Regions from separate parts of the Mus musculus genome. Here region 2 is linked to region 1. Evidence: chromatin contacts called from public HiChIP or PLAC-seq data. All regions are on one chromosome and are shown on one strand. Each heading gives the region's core, a stretch centred on a gene start, on an enhancer-like site or on the middle of the called end of the contact. The rest is flanking DNA. Distances are from core to core; before and after follow the strand shown. Region 1 has its middle 26 kb from the start of Serpinb1c. Region 2 holds the start of Serpinb6c (serine (or cysteine) peptidase inhibitor, clade B, member 6c).

Region 1 (2,700 bases), core at 46-2,545:
ACGCAGTAAAAAAGGCACCAATAGGAGTCATGCTGCCGAGGGGAGCTGGCTGCACTGAGACTCAGGCAGGGAGACAAAAGGGCAGGTGACCAGACAGGCTGTGCTTGCACTGAATTGCCAGTGTGTGATCAGGGTCACTGCACACCCTACTTGAAGGCTGGGGCAGTTTCACTCCTCATTTCCCGGACCCAGCCTGTTATCTGGCATACCAGCTGAAGTATGTAATGAATAAACATATGACGGCAGAGGGAAAAGACCAGTGGCCAACTGGGCAGCAAAGGTGAAGCAGTAGAAACTGGAAATCAGTAGAAAAGGATGTGCCACACCTACTGAATGGAATCTCAACAGCTTTAACAGAGAAATCCATGCAATCAGCGGTGAAGCTAGGTAAACTTTCCTAGTTGTCTGATGAAAGGAACAAATCCAGAAAGTGTGAGGGAGAGAGGGTCCATGAGGGAGGGTCGGGTAGATGAGAATTTAAGATCTGTTTCTCTTTATTCTTGCCTCCTTGGTCATAAACACACCAGAGCCTTAAGGAACACCCTCCTCCACATTCCTGCTCAGTAGGAGTCGCTCCTCCAGCTTCTGCAGATGAAGTCTGCTCTGTTTCAGTTTCTTCTGCCTCAAGGAAAACAGGAAAATATTTCACAGACCCTTGTTAATGTTTGCTGTCTAATATCTTAAGTGCTCTTTCCTGAGGAAGGCCACAAAACCCTACCAGGACCAGGCTCTTGACCTGGGTCTCCTTAGGTCTGAGACCCAAAGTCACACACACTGTACTGTCTTCTCCAACTTACTGAAGCTGAGAAGCTTTGAATTCTGTCACTCAGAATTGACAGAACTATGAAATGTCACACCAACACTGGAGATTTACTGTTGCCAGCAGCCAAAGACATTGATCAAGTTATGATCAGAGATGAATTTGTCATGGAATTGATGGCAACTTTTTTAATCTAACGGCACTCTCTGAAGAAGAATCGATGACATGTCTGCTATTCTTGATTGCTATTTCACCTCAAGTATTCAATATCCAGCATTCAGCCTGATGAGTCTACAGGTGTGGCAAACTGTTCATAGGTTTAAGTGAAGTATTTTAATGACGGAGACTTTAAAAAATTTATCTTTGCAAACCTCTTGAAACAACAGTTACTGCAAACAATTTATTAGCACAATTGATTCATTTATGACAGTGATCAACTTCTCTTGAGGAAGGGATGCTGATGTGTGCACAGACCGTGTTCCAGCTACTAGGATGTCAATTGGGATTTCAGTGCTTGATAGAGAATGAGTCACAAGAAGTCATCGGAATTCACTATATGATTCATTGTCAAGTATTAACAATGAAGATGCTGTAACAAGAGTTACAAGACATAAGTAAAACATAGTAGGTTCCATCAGCTTTGTAAAGGAGAGCACCGTTGACTGTTTTTTTGCAGCTACACAACCAGTTGGATGCGCCCACCAAACCTCTGCTATTTCTCACTGAAGTGAGATGGTGTGGTGAGGAAACATTTTTAAAATGTATTTTTGAGCTTTGTGATTAACGTAAAGTGTTTTTGAATCAGAGAGCAAGAGCACAGATTAAAGTATTTTTTCATAGATAAATATGAATTGTAAAAAAAATAGCTCACTCAGTTAACATCTTTGCCATCTTGAAGGAAGTACATTTATCAGTTTGGTGAGTACCAAATGCAGTATGCCTCAATTTTTCTGAAAAGATCTGACCATTCCAACTGAAACTTCAGCTTTCGGGGTAAAAAAGATGAAAATAAAGTGTACGTGGTTCCTACCTTGTCTGCTTTCTTTGAGGAACATGACATGGCTTCAGACAAAGGGATTCCAATTATAGTTTCTGTGAAAGAACACCTGCACACGCTTGAAGATGGAATCTCATTACATTTACAAAATCAACCTGACGCCCCATTTGCACTCACCAGAAGCCCATTCAGTTCAAAGCTGAAGATGTTCCTGAGAGGCAAGGGTTCACTAAACTCACTAACAGTGATGCAAGGAGATCTGACATCTCTACAGTGGCGGCTGCAAAATTCTGGATCAAGTGCTTGCAGTTATATCCTCAGACATCAGAGCTCCGATATGCAGTATAAAGCCTCTTGTGATATTCAAGATGTGGGCTGAATTCTTTGCCAAGACAATGAGAGACTCATTCCACTCAGTTATCAAGCAACATACACATAGATCCAGTAGGCATAAAATAGTGCCAGTTAACTAGCTAGTAACAAATCAAATCAACTTGATCATAAAACGCGGATATTCTTTGTTCTCTTTTCACTGTGACTTACAACAAAGTGCACACCTCCCTCCATGGTTTACAATGAAATGGGTGTCTCCCTTCACAGCTTAGGGAGTAAAAGTGTATGTGTCTGGGTGAGCTGTCACCCAGTACAGGGCACAAGCCAACAATGATCTGAGGGAAGCAGAACCTGTAATTAGAGATGGGAGAGTGGAACTTATTTTTAGTCTCTAAAAGGAATTTAGAGGCTGGTCAGATAGCTTAGTCAACAATCTGTTTTTAGAACATGCACAACATAAGTTCTATTATTAGTACACACATAAAAGGGTGGGCCAGTGATACTTATAATCCCAGTGTTGAGGAGATAATGACAGGTAGCAGATCCCTGGGACTTGGCAGCCAACAGCCTAGCCAAATAATGAGTCTAGTGAGAGACCTTGTCAATAATA
Region 2 (2,700 bases), core at 13-2,512, 980 kb before region 1:
ATACTACCCAGCTATATAATAAAATTTCTTAAAGCTGATGCTCACACATAAACTTTCTGAAAAGACAGGATTGTGATTTTTCTAGAGGATTTTGCCTACCTATGAAGTTATGGTAGTTAGCTCATAGGCTGAGAAGAACCTCTGTCCTTGTGAAGGTCTTAGTTGTTTTGAGACAAGCTGACGGCCCTTTAAAACAGGAAGGGAAACAGTGTTTTGGAGGCAAAGTTTGAGAAACGCTGTAGTGATAACTAGACAATAGAATCCTGTTATACCCAATTGCTTTCTCTGTGGGCTCAGCAAACAGATGCCTTCCTCATAAGAGCCTGGAGTGCTGTGCTTTAAGTGTCTCCAGCACAACTCATGATGAAGCCAATCCCTCATGTGAAGTATTAGGAGGTGGGTGGGGGGTTTGTGGAATGATGAGGTCATAAGAGCTTTGCTATAACTCACCTAATGCATTTATCAACTTGACAAATGCAGAATGAGAAGGCTGGTGAAACCACACTCTAGTCCTCTGTAGGAAACCACCCAGAGCCTCCAGCTCCTGTTGAGCTTGCTGTTAGAAAAGGCATTCTTAGAAAAGGCATTCAGGACCAGAAAAATCCGCAGCTGGATTGGCAACCGGGTGGCCAGGAGACAAAGGGTGGGCTGCTGCATTGTTAGGCTCAGGTAACCTAGCCCTGCCCTCTGCATTTCCTAACACAATAGGCCAGCGCCCAGAGCTCCAGTCTCCACCTGCCTCTCCACCCAGCCAGTAGCCCTGGGCACAGCCAGTACCTTTCAGATCTCTGCTCATCTTGCTATCTCCAGGTGAACCTAGTGTCGGGGTAGGCTAGGCTGATGCAGGCTTTGGCACAGGGCGCTGGGGACGAGGGTGGCAGGAGCGGGTGTGGCGTTGGCCTAGAGACCTGCGATCAGGGGTAGGGGTTTCATCTTGAATTATGCAGTTGCTGCAGTGGTTCTTTGACACTGTCTGGAGAGTAAGTCTCCTTGTGTTCTGGGCCAGCTGGTGGCCACGCCTTCGGCTCTGATGCAAGGGGCGTTGGTCAGTTCAGCACCCACTGAGGAGTTGATTTGTTCACGATGGGGTCGGTGTCCCAGATCCGGATCCACATGTGACTGCTTGCCCAGACTTGGAGATCCAGGACTCATGACACGAGAGACAGTCTTTGGAATCTCAGAGGGCGGGGACCAGGGGTGGGGAGGTGGGAGGAGGTGGGGATGAAGAGGCCTGGGAGTGAGTGTCAAGGGTTTTGGACCTGCTTTTATAGACGTTATGGTCTTTGTGAAGTTAGGCTCAAACGACAAGTCTTTGGAGGCCCTCAGTGTAAGAAGAAGGATACTGGTAAGGAGCTGACCTGATCACTTTGATATGCTTTCTACTAAACTCTTGTCAGGCGAAGTGTTAAGGATCCAGTGTCTGCCTAGACACGCAGAAAGTTTTAATCTGATTTCTGTTCCAGATTAGATTGAGTTATCTTTTCTCTCCCTTTCTCTTTGTTTTGTTGGCAGACTCACAGCCTTGCTGTGCTGAGCTTGCTCTGCCCCTTAGTAACAGACCTGAAATGTCCCTTTCTCTTAAAATTGTTTTGAGAATTAAAAGTACAGAAAAATAGCATTCTTGTGGTTTCAATATTACTGGAAATTTTAGGTAGCCCTATTTGGAGGACCACTTGTCTCTAGGAAAATTGAGTTTCTCTAATAGTTCTTAGATTCCTTATTTATTTACTTATTTATTTATTTAGAATAGACACAGAAGGAAACTAGAACACGGTTTTATTAGAGTTTGAAAGAAATGCCAGAGAACAGCTTCTGAGGGTTTTGAGACGGAGTAGAGGAGGAGACAAGGCCTTGCTAATTGAGTGAGGGTGAAGGTTCAGCAAGCAGCCAAATGGCAAAAAGGGACAGCGAATACAGAGCTAGGAAGACATCTTTAAGCTGTGGCCAGGAATCAGAAAGTAAGAGACAAAAGGGAGAAAAAAGAGAAAAACCAAGGCTTTTCCAGGTCTTGACTCAGAAAGATGGCCAGAGCAAACAGAGCCTCACAGCAGCTTGGGAGGGACATAACAGATTCGGGCTTTTGGGAAGGGAAAGTGCATTATCTTCTCAAGGGATAATTATTACCCTCATATATTTATCTTGGCACCAGCTGGATCTCCTTCCGAGGTGTGGTCTCTTAGGCAGTTGATTAGTACTGATTGTTTTTGAGTAGCCTGGAATGTTAGACATACCCAGCCCATAGCTAGAGTTCATTCTCTTGATCTGAAACAGCTTTTCTTTAATGGGCCTCATCAGAGAGCTGTGTAGAAGGCTAAGGCTACTGTAACATTCTTCTCTCTGAAGAGGTATCATTAAACCAGTTACAAGGGGTAAAGTTGGAAATAGATGTAACCCCCCCTTTTGGTTTTGGTTTTGTTGCCTCCCCAGGGTTTCTCTGTATAACAGCCCTGGCTGTCCTGGAACTCACATTGTAGACCAGGCTGGGCTTGAAATCAGAGATCCACCTGCTTCTACCTCCTGAGTGCTGGGATTATAAGCAATATAACTCATTTTAACCATGAAAATCTAGGGATCTAGTTCTATAGCTATTCACTAGAAGGATTTACTCTCTGGACTGGAGTTTGGTTCTGCCCTCACAGGTATCAAGGGCAATTAGACTCTTGAGCTCCCTTCTGGAGTCCTGGTCAGGTGATCAGGGGC

Evidence for each region. HiChIP or PLAC-seq counts read pairs in DNA pulled down with a chosen protein or histone mark.
Region 2: an H3K27ac HiChIP or PLAC-seq map of extraembryonic endoderm stem cells shows a contact between it and region 1, with 4 times the contacts expected there. The contact joins the promoter of Serpinb6c here to the enhancer-like site in region 1. A contact is called at or near these places in 8 of 39 promoter capture datasets (the 3T3-L1 cell line, 3T3-L1-derived adipocytes, cranial neural crest and 5 more), 1 of 484 Hi-C or Micro-C datasets (bone marrow-derived macrophages), 4 of 115 datasets of contacts at active chromatin or transcription factors (differentiating embryonic stem cells, extraembryonic endoderm stem cells, large pre-B cells and 1 more) and 1 of 9 other capture datasets (embryonic stem cells).

Annotation. Positions count from the first base shown.
Region 1 is chr13:32,922,611-32,925,310 of GRCm38.p6, reverse strand. It overlaps a transcript of Serpinb1c not described here and the pseudogene Gm18311. Among named protein-coding and RNA genes, the nearest start is that of Serpinb1c, 26 kb to the right of the region's middle. Within about 2 kb of position 1,295, at least 63 of the 459 cell types and tissues checked have an H3K27ac peak or open chromatin away from gene starts, as enhancers often do. A contact at or near this core is called in extraembryonic endoderm stem cells, where this site is marked.
Region 2 is chr13:33,903,753-33,906,452 of GRCm38.p6, reverse strand. It overlaps Serpinb6c (serine (or cysteine) peptidase inhibitor, clade B, member 6c), which reads left to right and starts at 1,262. Exons shown (of 7, transcript NM_001382852.1): 1 at 1,262-1,345.